Regions from separate parts of the Sus scrofa genome. Here region 2 is linked to region 1. The links are chromatin contacts, called in public HiChIP or PLAC-seq maps. All regions are on one chromosome and are shown on one strand. The core of a region is the stretch at or near the end of the contact, and the rest is flanking DNA. Distances in the headings are between cores, read along the strand shown. Region 1 overlaps LIPA (lipase A, lysosomal acid type). Region 2 has its middle 37 kb from the start of FAS.

Region 1 (6,976 bases), core at 4,100-6,599:
ATCGTAGCTATAATCCAAAAAAAGGAAACCGTTGATTGGGACATTGCATAAAAATAACAAAGGTGTGGTTTCATCACAAACGGATCCTAGCTGGGTAAGCCAGCCCTGAGTGCACAAAAGGAACAGGACCATAAAAGCCCCCTTGGGCCTCCCCAAAAGAATCCTTATCTTCACTTTTTACACCATAAATTAGTTTGATCCATTTTTGAACTTTTCTATGAACGAGATCAAACAGTGTGTATCCCTCTGCATCTGACTTCATCTTTGCCACTGTCACATAAAGGTGTCAGTTGGTCATTGTGTAAATACATCACACTCTATTTGTTCACTGCTGATAGGCATTTGGTAGTTTCCAATTGTTTGCTATTACAAATTCTGTAACAACAGATCTATTCTGGGACATACCTTTGGTAAAAGCTCTCATTCTTGTGTTTCCTGTCCTCAGGCAGGTTCTGATTTCACAAATGGGAAGCAAGTCCAAAGGAGTCCATGATGCTGACGTTCTCTAGTGCCTGGCACAGAGACACAGCCCTGGACTTGTGTGCGTCTGTGCTGTTACCACCACTTATGAAGGCCGGGCTCTATGCCAGACTCTTTCCTATATCCTCTCCGTTAAGCCCCAGTGACCTTATGGGATAGATATGTATTATCCCCATTCTACTAAAAAGAAACAGACACAAAGGGCTTTATGCCACATGCCTGATATCACGCAATGATTAACCGGTGCAGCCGTAAGTAAGAGAGAAGAGGATCACTTCTAGAAATAAGGAAAGTAAATATTTGGAGTACCTGCTTATGGAGGAAGGGAGGAATTGTATGGGGCAGTTTACCTAGGAGCATCCAGACCACCAGGAATGTCAACGTAACCAAAATTTCCTTATTGAATCTAACTCTTGAATGTAATCATTATTTATAATTTACCGTGCTGCTCTTTATTAAATTCCTAACAAGGGGTAAAACCTTTCAGAAACCATCAGTTTCCCTGTCATACGATCTCGAGTTACCCATCTATTTGCCTTCCCAGGGTCTGTGTTGAGGGTACCAAGGAAACAGACCCCTGCTGTTACCCATTCAAATATACCTGAAGGCCCAGTATTCTTCCTGAGAAATTGAAAGAGTCTTGTGTTTCCGAGACCAGGTGTTTCCTCTGCTGTTTCCCATCCACACGTCAAAACCAGCATCTGCCAGGATGAAGCCCAGGCTGTTCTTGGGCAGGTTTACGACCCAGTTACTGGAATCTGCCAGCAAGCCATGCTGCAGGAACACAACTGGTTTGGGACCTGGAAAGCATTTGTGTTTAGGAGTTAGCAGCTCCAAGCTTCAAAACAAACGATATCTTGCTAACCAGGTAAGTCACAAAAGATCACAAAGCAAGTAATGAAACAGAAACAAAAGACTGGGGAAGCACTGTCATTGAGCGGCAAGTGTAGTACACTGCGTGAAGGGTGCCCGGGAGCTGTACAATGGTGCAAATGTTTTCCTTAGGCACATTGTGACACTTCTCACCCATTAAAGGTGCTGTGGGGATAGGCCATGAGGAAGGAGATTTGACCTTAAAAGATCAGAAGGTCAGGCTGACCAAGGAATAACCCAGACAACCCCCCGTGGGGACACGGGGGCACGAGCATCTGCACCGCACTGTCTCCCTGGAAAGGAGAATTAGAGCGAGACAGAAGGAAAGCAGGGCTCAGGTTGCTGCTGTGGCACGGGTTCGATTCCTGGCCTGGGAACTTCTACATGCTGCAGGTGTGGCCACCTGTGCCTTTTCAGACACTGAGTGGAAACCGTGAAGCTAACTTCACAGGGCGGAGTTCTGAGAAGGGAGGATGGGCTTTGACAGGTGTGGAAGAAAAGAGAGGAGAGCAGGATGGAGTGGGGCGGCCAGGCCAGGACTGAGGCTCGAAGGGGAGGAAGGTGCCAGTTCATGGGGGGCTGGGAGTCAGCTCCCTACCTTTTCTCAATGGGTAGTATTTCAAATTCCCCTGAAATCTCTCTGCACATCCCTCCCTGACTCCTCAGAAGCTTCAAAGGAGAAATGCAGGAGTTGGCAACTTGAAGATAAACCAGGGAACTCTTTAAGCCCCACCAGTAATTAACTCCTGGGTTCTCAGTGGCAATGAGGAGCCCCTGACTCTTTCCCAGGGGGTGAGCGGGAAGCTCAGAAAAGTGCAAGCAGCCAACTCAGGCATGTGCCCACCATGCACGTGTGCCAATTATGGTAGCTGAGGGGCTTCTGATACATCTAGGAACACCCCTACTTCAGCCCATACCTGCCATTCACTCCTGCACAAGGCTTAAAACACCCCCAGACCCCTTCCTCTACATTCCATGGAAGGGTTTCTCAAAGCTCCTATATTCGCACCATACACTGACCTTCACCCATGTTGGTCCCACCATCACAGTCACCTAAGCAGTTAGCACAGAGCTGGCAGAGACGCGGCCCAGTGATGGCCCGCCCGGGCGCTGCAGCCTGATGGGACCAACGTGGGTGAAACGCAGGAGGCCATTACTCAGGCTCCAAAAATCAATCTGCTGAGCCGCCGGCCTCACAAGAGGAAGAAGACCGATGTATGAGGAAGTTCCTCCTGCTTCCCAAGGCACTGGGCCTTTCCGCCAGGGGAGTGACTGGAGGGGTCTCCATGACACTCAAAAACTGCGAAATCAGGGGAGGTCCAACCAAGAACCAGAAGGAGGAAGAGGCGATCACAAGGATGAGGGCGTTGGCATGAAACAGACTTTGGTTCTCACTAGACATGAAACCCTTTAGGATTGCTATGGCTTTGGTGCAGGCTGGTGGCTATAGCTCAGATTGGACCCCTAGCCTGGGAACCTCCATATGATGCAGGTAGAGCCTAAAAAGACAAAAAAACAAGAAGACGACAGCCTGTAAATGGCATAAGGGCCCCCCTGTCTTTCTGCAGAAGTCATTTCTAGACAAATTGGAAACAAGGACCTGGCTTAGGGTGCACGTGCATCCTTGCCACCCCATGCTAAGTAATCAAAGTCAGGATCACCCCTCACTTTAGGCCTCCCTGCAACCATCCACGGGACTGGACAACCCTAAGTCCAAGAGCTGGTTCAAGTATCTGAAAGACAGGCTGTAGATCACCCAAAGTGCCAGGGCCCCAGTAGCTTCCTGAAACTGTGTCAACTACTTAAGATAAACCCTAGTGAGCATTCTAGCATCTGATCGATTTGTCATTATTACTAGTATTTGTCATACAGCTACTGATCCTGCGTTGTGTTTTACATGGACTACACTGTTGCCAGAGAGCTATTAAGATCCACCCCCATGTTAAAGATGAGGTGACTGGTGTCTGAAGAGAGGTTAAGTGACCTGCCCTAGAACACTCACCTAGCAGTGAGCCAGAACTAGAACCCAAGTCAGCCTCATTCCAAAGTCCTTGCTTGCAATCACAACTCTAAAGAAAACTTCATTCAAAAATAAAGAGGCAGGGGAGAGGAAGAGTGCTGAGAAATACCCTGTTTGTACCCAGTCACTTCAAAGCAAGCCAAGCACTATTTCCCAAAAGTGGCTCTATATCATAATCATCTAGGGTCACTTAAAAAAATTACACATTTCTCAGGAGTTCCCGTTGTGGCTCAGCAATAACAAATTAGACTAGAATCCATGAGGTTGCAGGTTCTATCCCTGGCCTCTCTCAATGGGTGGGGGATACAGCGTTGCCATGAGCTGTGGTATAGGTCGCAGACATGGCTTGGATCTAGTGTTGCTGTGGCTGCAGTATAGACCGGCAGATGTAGCTCCGATTCTACCCCTAGCCTGAGAACTTCCATATACCGCAGGTGTGGCCCTATAAAGACCAAAAAAAAAAAAAAAAAAAAAAAAAAAAAAAAAGGAGTTCCCGTCGTGGTGCAGTGGTTAACAAATCCAACTAGGAACCATGAGGTTGCGGGTTCGGTCCCTGCACTTGCTCAGTGGGTTAACGATCTGGCGTTGCCGTGAGCTGTGGTGTAGGTTGCAGACGTGGCTCAGATCCTGAGTTGCTGTGGCTCTGGTGTAGGCCGGTGGCTCCGATTAGACCCCTAGCCTGGGAACCTCCATATGCCGCGGAAGCGGCCCAAAGAAATAGCAAAAAGACAAAAAAAAAAAAAAAAAAAATTCTGGCCCTAGTCCTGATTTAAGGAGCCGGGAACTCCAGGGACAGAGCCTGGAAATCATTTTTGAGACGTTCCCTTGCCTCTTGCGATAGAGCCCATCTATAGCCATGTTCAAGGTGGATCCATCGAAAGGTGAGTGTGTCCAGTCCTCTGCAGTGCTGGGCGGGCCCATCGAATGTGGAGATCCTGGGTCTGCATCCAACAGACCCCTGGAGGCAGTTCTAGGGCCCCCTACTCAAGAATTATTGAGTATAGACTTTCATTTATCCAAAGCAGGGGGCGATTGAGTGAATTTTTGTAGTCTATGTCTAGTTTGAAGAATTGGTCTCAAAAACCAGCCCCAAACACCATAAACAAGTCACATTAGTGGGAAGCCTCAGCCACCTTACATGCACATGAAGAAGAAATAAGGAGAGGCTTATCTCCTAAGTATTTATCCCCAGAAACTTAAGCAATGGAAGCTGGTACACTTGAGGTTATCAAAATCAAGCACTTTCCACACTTTACAAGCCTTATTTCATCTAACTTTTACAACCACCTATGAAGTGGCAAGTATTATTCTTCTCATTTAGTAGATGAAGAAATTAAAACTTAGTGAGCTCAAGTACACTGTCGAGGTCATGCAGCTAGTTAAAGTAGCAGAGCCAGGACTTAAACCCAAGGCCAATGCTGTGAGCGTGCTCCCATTTAACCACTGGGTGTCCAGCCTCAAAGTGCTCTTGAACAAGGAACATGCAGAGCTTTGGCCAACCCAATCCCCAGGAGGTCCCGGGACTATAGGAGCGGGTAGACTGAAGCCTTGGGCAGGAAGAAAGCTCAAGGCCCACTGCGGAAAACCAAGGTTACAGACCTCACCACCAGCATAATAACTTATTATTTACTGTCTTAACTGCTATGAAGTAAATGCATAGAGAGCTATGAGAATATGCACCCAGGAGCCTGTCTGAGTGTGGGCAGCTGGGGAAATCCTCCCTGAAGCAACCTTGAGGCTGAGGACAGAGACCAGGGAAGAGCCCTCAAGCAGGAGGAGAAGGAGCCCTGGAGGAAGGAGGGGTGCTGAGCAGAGTGCTCTCTTCCTTTCCACTCTGACGCTTTGCTCCAGCCCTCACCTGCAGTTAGGAGACAAATTGTGCTGTGAAGCGGACACTGCCTTGTGGTACTCATTAGGCAGAGGGTCTGAACACAGCTCCCTACCCAGAGTGCCATCAAGGTCCAAGCAAGCCCGGCACTGCTTAATAGCCCATCTGTCCAGGGCCTTCGGGAGGCGAGGAATTATATCCAAGCTGATCAAGGCCTCTGCATTTAGGAAATGGTTTCCCTAGGAACCACATAAAAGGGAAGAGGAGAAAAACCAGAAATTGGTCAGAATCCTAAAATATACAATCAAAAAAAAAATGTTTTTTTAAAACCACAGGCCAGTGACTTTTCCCCCAAAGACCTAGCTCACAAGCCACGTGGTAGATTTTCAAATATGACTCACAAAAAGTTCATTGGGCAACCCCTGATGATTCTTTCCTAAGGCAAAGTTCAAATAGCCTGTTTCTGCAAGAAGGCAATTACTTAACAGCCTAAAATGCACTTTACTTATTGGACCATCAAACACACAATGCTCTTCAGACATAAGTATTCCAATACCGGTGCTTCATTTGCTAATTGCTTTATTTTACAGTTTATTTCCCGGTTTGGCAAGAAGTAAGTGATCATTGGTACTTTATGTATTTTAGGCAAGGCCTTTATTTATTTCCCTATTTTAGACAAATAAATAAATATTCTTACTATCACAGAATTAATAGCTTGCTCAATACTTATTACGTAAGATCGAATACTCCAGTGCAAAGAACAGTGAATCTGATGGCAGACTGACTGGGCCACTATCCTTTGACCTCAAGTAAATCCCTTTCCCTCTTTGAGTCTCACTGTCTGGTCCAGTAAAATGAGAGTGTTGTTCTAGAACATGGGTTCCCAAACCCAGGGATTTTACCTTGGAATACACTGGGGAGTTATGCTAAAAATGCAAGCTCTCCAGGAGTTCCCATTGTGGTAACAAACCAGATAAGCATCCATGAGGATGTGGGTTCGATCCCTGGCCTCGCTCAGTGGGTTGAAGACCCAGTGTTGCCATGAACTGTGGAACAGGTCAAAGAAGTGGCTCAGATCCCGAGTTGCTGTGGGTGTGGTGTAAGCCAGCAGCTGCAGCTCTGATTCGGCCCCAAGCCTAGGAATTTCCATATGCTGTAGGTGCAGCCCTAAAAAGAAAAAAAAAAAAAAGAAAGAAAAGAAAAAAGCAAACTCTCTAAATCCCTGGCCCTGGCAGGACTCAGATGCTTCTAGTGCTACCACCCCATGACTTTCTGAAATCAGGCTGAGCAGATGAAAAACATAACCACTTCCCTAAGCAACAGATTCTGAACTTCAATTCTCTTGTGGAGTTAGTGCAAATGAGGGGTAGCTCAACACTCGATAGATAAGTTTGTTAACATTTAGAAACATATATCTACTCCATACGTTGCCAAGAGTTTTCTAAATACACATTTCAAGCTGCCTAATTAGTAGAGGTCTGACCAGACAGGCAAATGATTATCTATATCAGGGGATTCTTTACTGGGTCCATAAGCTCTCGGCAGCTGAATATAAAATATTTGTGTGCCCAGGTGCCCTCCCTCCCTCCCTTCCTTCCTCCCTTCCTTTCTTCCTCCCTCCCTTCCTCCCCTCCTCTCTCCTTCCCAACCCCCTCCCTCTCTCTCTTTTTTTCTTACCAGAGAGAGGATCCATTGCCTTCATCCACTTTAGAATCCCAATTTTGAAGACTGCCCCATATAACTCTTACTTAGGCCAGCCACTCAGAAGGCATGTT
Region 2 (6,432 bases), core at 3,378-5,877, 190 kb before region 1:
TGTGGAGATCCCATCGTGGCTCAGTGGTTAACGAATCCGACTAGGAACCATGAGGTTGCAGGTTCGATCCCTGGCCTTGCTCAGTGGGTTAAGGATCCGGCGTTGCTGTGGCTCTGGCGTAGGCTGGCAGCTACAGCTCCAATTCGACCCCTAGCCTGGGAACCTCCGTATGCCATGGGAGCGGCCCAAGAAAATGGCAAAAAGACAAGAAAAAGAAAAAAAAAAAGGCTTCTGGGTTCTGGGTAGGAGTGCTAGGATGTTTTGGGTACCCACTCAAAACAACAAGAGGAAAACGTGGTACCTTATAGGACAGGCAGTCCAAAGTCACAGCTCCATGGTACAGCAAAGCCTACTTATACCAGTTCACAAGAGTCAATTGCTAAATACTTGGGAATATTGTAAACCAACTGTTAAGTTGTTGGTCACTTGGTATCACTCTGGTGGGAATAATTACTATGCTCTGAGACTACTGACTTTGCATTTTTAAAGAGGAAGTGATCAGTTTACTCTGAAACTAAGTGAATATAAAGAGACTTGCACAGATTTTGCTTAGAAGTCTTACATTTAATTTCTAACCACCAAGTCAAGTATCTGTCTGGAAACACTATCAATAAAGTTAAGGCCAAACCCTAACTTCTTTTCTTCCATAAGAATGTTTGAAGGGAGGGATTACCTTCCAGGTGCCCACCCCTCTCATTGACCCCTCTTCGCCATCTTTCTTCCTTCCCTCCATCCTCTGTATTCCCTTCTCACATTGGTTTCATCAGAAAGATTTTATAACTATGGCAAAAATAGTTTTAAATTTAAAAAATAGAGCAGGGAGTTCCCGTTGTGGCACATCAGAAACAAATCTGACTGGTATCCATCGGAATGTGTGTTCAATCCCTGGCCTCGCTGCTCAATGGGTCAGAGATCCGGTGTTGCCATGAGCTGTGGTGTAGGTTGCAGACATTGCTTGGATCCCTCATTGGTGTGGCTGTAGCTCTGATTCAATTCCTAGCCTGGGAACTTTCATATGCCTCAAGTGTGGCCCTAAAAAGCCAAAACAAGCAAAAAAAAAAAAAAAAAAACACCAAGGATCTAGAGATCCACGGTATTCTGGCCCCAAAAAGTATTTCATTAGGGTCCCTTGGATCTACTGGCATTAATGATCTGGTGTCTGCTCTAGATGAGTAAATTAACTTCAGCTAGGAGGAAAAATATCTCAGATACAAAACCAAAGGCCAGAGGTCAAAGGATTAGTCAACTAGTCCTTCAAATGCATCAGTGGAGAATGAGGACAGCTCAATGTACAATCCATCAAGTCAGTACATCAAGGTGCAAATACATCCAGCACCGTTCATCAAGGTCCAAGAGGATATGATCCCTTGTTCCTTAAAGAGGCTATGCTTTGCTTCCAGCTGGCCACAAGGTGGCAGTGTTTCTCCTCTGACTGCCCTGCTTGCATAAAAGACTGTTATCCCTACAGAAACATATTCCAGTCAGTTCATGTTTTAATTCATTTTTTTTTCCAGTAGAGGCACAGCACAGCATGGAGTAGTAGGTTAAGGGTTCTATCTAGAACCAGGTAAATTCAAGTTCAAATAGTAGCTCTGACACAAATTAATTTATGACCTTGAATTTAACATCTCTGGATTTCCGTTTCCTCACCTGTAAAATGAAAGACACATCTCGCCTGTCCTTTATCTAATTGACAGGAATAAGAAGAATATACACCTGCAAGTGTAATAAATTAGAATGTACTATGACACTGGTTCTTAACTATTAATGTGTGTAAGAATCACTTGAGGAAACATTTAAAATGCGTATTTCCCAAGTCCTGCTCCTGGAGATGTTCGGTAAGTAAGTCTGGGAATGTGTGTATCACCAAGCACCCTTGATAACTGTGATGCTGAAGGCACTTGGGCCACAATTTAGGACACTGCATTATGCAAATACATGCTATGGCAGGAAAGAGACTAAGGCACAGAAGTTATCCTTAACTTCCCTTAAAATGGTACGTATTTTCTCTTTTGAATAAAAAGCTTTACAAAGTCTCTTCTATTCCAAGATTAACTAATAAAAGGCAGAATTTTGTGGGTTTTTTCCATCCTTTTATATTCCCAGCAAGTTCTGGGAAGTATGTCTTGGGTGATCATCGGACTGAGGACAGTCTGCAGAGCATCCCTAAAAGTCACAGATAATTTATGCAGATTATTAGGTGATAGGACTTAGCTCAACAGAGTCGCCTTGAACTTTGCCTTTGAACTCCCATGGGCTTCTCTTTGCTTCCAAATAAATGACCCAGTGCCCTCTGGTAATGGCTGACTCATGGGCTTCATTAAGCAGATGAGACAGTTATGCAAGAAGCTTAGCAATGAAATTCCACAGATCTCCTGGAGATTTCTCACACCATGGCTGTCACCAGACTACCAGGATTTTTTGACTAGTACTGGCAGGATTTTCAGTTTCTAAGCAAAAGACTTGGCCCTCTGCTCCTCAGAGGATGCTCTTCCACTGAGCTGTTGCCCTGGCAGAGAGGGTCTGATTGACAAAGTGAGCAGAGAAGGAGAGATACGCCTTCTGGCCTCTGGGGTACCTGGCCAGCCTGGAATAGCCTGGATGTGACAATCCCTGCACCTGGATGTGGGCATTTCTACTCTCATCTTAGGCAACAGGAGACAGGGCTGTTAGCAAACTTTTCAGAAACGGCTGTAGCAATTTGCTTCGCTTGAACTGTGTTCAGACTTCGCACTGCTAGAGAAAGGAAGGTACTTAAATGGAACTACAGACTTTTTACTCTTCCAGCAAACTCTTATTGAACACTTCCTCTTTATGAGTCAGGTGCCATTTTAGGCCCTTCACTAAGAAGTTAATAAAATAGCCAAAGGCTCTACTCTTGGTAGAAGTGAGATTCTAACAGTAGGAGATGCACAATAAATAATCAATGGATTTGATTGCACGTGGGAGGGTCTGCAAAGCTCATTTGTTGAATTGGTAGAACCCGGAAGCAGGAAACAAGGGTGGTCTCTATGCAGCAGTTTCCACACCCACTCCTGCCAAGGCCTTCTTGTGCAGAGCACACTCTGCCCTTAGACATTTTTTTCACTCCCACTTTTCTAGGAATTGACCTATGCCTCACACCTTACTCATCTTTTCACTGAGAAAGGACTTTCTCAAGAACATAGAATTTGGAAAGTCCCCTTCTTCACCCCTCCCTTTTTGTTTTCAATCAAGATGAAGTTCACATAACATTACCCACTTGAAAGTGTTCAGTTCGGTGGCATTTAGTACATTCACAACATTGTGCAACCACCACCTCTATCTAATTCCAAAACATTTTCATTGCTCCCGCAGAAAACCCTCATCCATTAAGAGGTCACTTCTCCCTGTCTTCTCCCTCCAGCCCCTGGAAACCACCAATCTGCTTTGTGTCTCTAAGGGTTTAACTCTTCTGGACATTCCCTATAAACCGAATCACGTAATATGTGGTCCCGTACATCTGGCTTCTTTCATGAAGCTGTATATCTTAGTACTAAAACATGCAAGTGAAGCTGCAGATTTTAATTCCGCACAGCCAGAAAAGGAAATGTAATGCCAGCTAATTCTTATCTGAGAGCAGCAATCAAAGACTTCTCTTTTTCTTTTTCTTTTTTTCTTTTGCTTTTTAGGGCTGCACCCGTGGCATGTGGAAGTTCCCAGGCTAGGGGTCGAATTGGAGCTGCAGCTGGAGTCCTACACCACAGCCACAGCAATGCCAGATCCAAGCCGTGTCTGCAGTCTACACTGCAGCTCATGGAAATGCCAGATCCTTAACCCACTGAGCGGGGCCAGGCGTTGAACCCGCATCCTCATGGGTACTAGTCAGATTCATTACTGCTGAGCCACAGCGGGAACTCCCCAAAGATTTTTCTGATTTTTTTCAGCTTCAGAAGGCGATATATGCAGTGCTTGTCAGACTCCTATTTCCTAGGGCAAGTTTGCTTTGAATAAAGAGCCAGAATACCAATGACAACGGTAATAGTTCTGATAGATCATCTCATAGCCTTACCTCAGTTTCTGCCTTTACTGTCAAGAAGAGCAAGTGTTTCGATAGGGACGGTTACTGAGATGATTTCCTGCAGACAGTGAGGTCAGAGGGTCTCAGATGTGGAGAAGTTTAAGGTAACTTTACTCTTCCATTTAGGAGTAATAACACTGGCCCATGCAAAAACCCTTTTAGATTTTATTTTCATCAATGCATTTTTCTCCCAGACTTTGAGGTAGGTATTATTACACCCATTTTAAGGATGAAGAAACCAAGGCTCCAAGAAGATGAAGCTTTGCACAAATTCATGTATCTTTCGCTGACAACTTAGACTGATTTTTTTGCCCTCTCAAGAGAGTGCTGAAACAGTAAACAGTGTCGCTTGCAAGGAACTCTTAGTCATCCCCTCACCAGAAGCCCAATGAATTTTCACTGACAACCGGCCTGGGTTTGACATAAGTTTTGGAGTTAGGTGAGGGGGAGCCTACCCCCACCTAGAGAAGTCTCTCAGTTGACACTCAGGAAAGATAACCAGATCAGGCTCAGTTCAGCCATGTGCCTCCTATGCCTCTCCTCACTTTTCACAAACTGTGTGTGTGTGTGTGTGTGTGTGTGTGTGTGTGTGTGTGTGTGACTTCTCTATTTTGTTTCAGGTTTACAGAGTGCCATGGTTTGTAATGAGAGCTCTAGTGGCATTCTTTGCTTCCACGTGATTCTTTCTTGATTGCACTTGACAAAATGATTGAGATGGCAGCTAAGGGGATTTAGGAGAACAAATACACACAGACCTTTCCTGTTACATTGCGTAATATTATAGTTTATTAAGGAATATGTACTGAATATTTTTCCAACTGTAATACACTCAGTTGAATGCTAGGGATAGAGCAATGAGTGAGGATAGGCACTGTTCTTACTTCATTCAATTTATCTCCTTCATTGAGTTTATCTCGTGGTGGACATATGTAGTGGGAAACACCTGTCATAGTTAACAAAATGAATTCTTTTCTAATAAGGGCTAGCAAGAAAAAGTACAGGTGTTATGAATTGGTTATAACAGGGAAACCTAATCTAGACTGAGATGGGGGTAGAAGATCAGGGAACGGCTTCTCAATGGAATGATATCAAATTGTGCTTCTTTCCATATCTGTCAATAGACAGAGGTAGAGATATGAACAGATATTCATGAAAAATTTTAAATTATTATCTCCAGGTAGTGAGCACTGGAGTTATTTAGGATTATTCTTTTTCATATACATATTATATATGTATGTGTATATACATATATATTTTATGTACATATGTGTATGTGTATATATATATATATATATATATATATATATGAAACAAGTATTTTTAAGGCATTTCCTATTCAGATAAAGTACTTAACACATTTGTTGAAAGTTAGATTTAAGCACAATCAAGTCTACAACTGGACTACGTTTTACCCATTTTTTTGTCTTTGTAACTTTTACTAAATAAGGAGCCTTTTGATATTCATGGAGGAACTTAAGAAATCTCAGATGTTTTATTTTTCCAAGAACTGGATTGCAAAATAGTCATTACAATTTCAAATACTGACAGTGTCTGCTGGACCCTAATTGAAGCCATCACATGAGACGAATTTTCCTGAAACACCAGGCAGCTAACGTCCTTTATGATGCCCTCGCTCAAGTCAGAGCACCTTTGCTGTTTGGTATATGAAGGAAGCTATTGGGCAGTTTCCCATACTTGGGAGCTTACTGTCTTGTGGGAAAGACAAGCCAAGGACATAAAAACACATATTGAGTGCACATGAGCTGGAGTCTCTCATTCCTGTGAATAACCCAGGATGTCAGGCAGGACATTTTGACCACAATCATTTAACCTCTGTGGCAATGATTGCACATGAATCACCTAAGGGGGTAAATTTAAATCATGTAGGATGGTTCTCATGCACAGACTCCAATGAAGAGGAAGCAGTGCTGACATCTAAATTCCTAACATAGTTCTCCGTTAATGAATTCCGGTGAAGAGCCCCTGAGAGGTACTGACTGAGAGGTCCTGGAAATGGGCTTCCAGGAGACTTGAATCTTCTAAAATTATCTATTAAATTGAGCTTGCATGTAAATTTATCTAGGAATCAGCCCTTTCTGTTCATCAGTTTCTCTATCATCCATGTAGTAAATGAGAGACAAATCACCTCCTTGAAAATGGGTGCAAGCGTATTGCCATGCATTTCTCAGGCGCCAGGTGCTCGTCTAGCACTTCATGGACATTGCTCACTTCAACAAAAACCTCTGAACCACGTGTTTACGGAAGACGAGTTAATAGTCCCTCCATCTCCTTAACACCCTGTACAATTCTGCCAGTTACAGTATACAGTTCAGAGTTCCCCTTGTGGCTCAGTGGGTTAAGAACCCAACTAGTATCTCTGAGGATGTGTGTTT

What was found. HiChIP or PLAC-seq counts read pairs in DNA pulled down with a chosen protein or histone mark.
Region 2: an H3K27ac HiChIP or PLAC-seq map of alveolar macrophages shows a contact between it and region 1. The contact joins two enhancer-like sites. A contact is called at or near these places in 1 of 5 promoter capture datasets (liver), 12 of 47 Hi-C or Micro-C datasets (alveolar macrophages, embryonic fibroblasts, epiblast stem cells and 8 more) and 2 of 2 datasets of contacts at active chromatin or transcription factors (alveolar macrophages and skeletal muscle).

The regions. Positions count from the first base shown.
Region 1 is chr14:101,147,237-101,154,212 of Sscrofa11.1, forward strand. It overlaps LIPA (lipase A, lysosomal acid type), which reads right to left. Exons shown (of 9, transcript NM_001123134.1): 3 at 1,082-1,280; 4 at 1-7. Among named protein-coding and RNA genes, the nearest start is that of LIPA, 11 kb to the right of the region's middle. Within about 2 kb of position 5,350, at least 16 of the 83 cell types and tissues checked have an H3K27ac peak or open chromatin away from gene starts, as enhancers often do. A contact at or near this core is called in alveolar macrophages, where this site is marked.
Region 2 is chr14:100,960,819-100,967,250 of Sscrofa11.1, forward strand. No RefSeq gene overlaps it. Among named protein-coding and RNA genes, the nearest start is that of FAS, 37 kb to the left of the region's middle. Within about 2 kb of position 4,628, at least 5 of the 83 cell types and tissues checked have an H3K27ac peak or open chromatin away from gene starts, as enhancers often do. A contact at or near this core is called in alveolar macrophages, where this site is marked.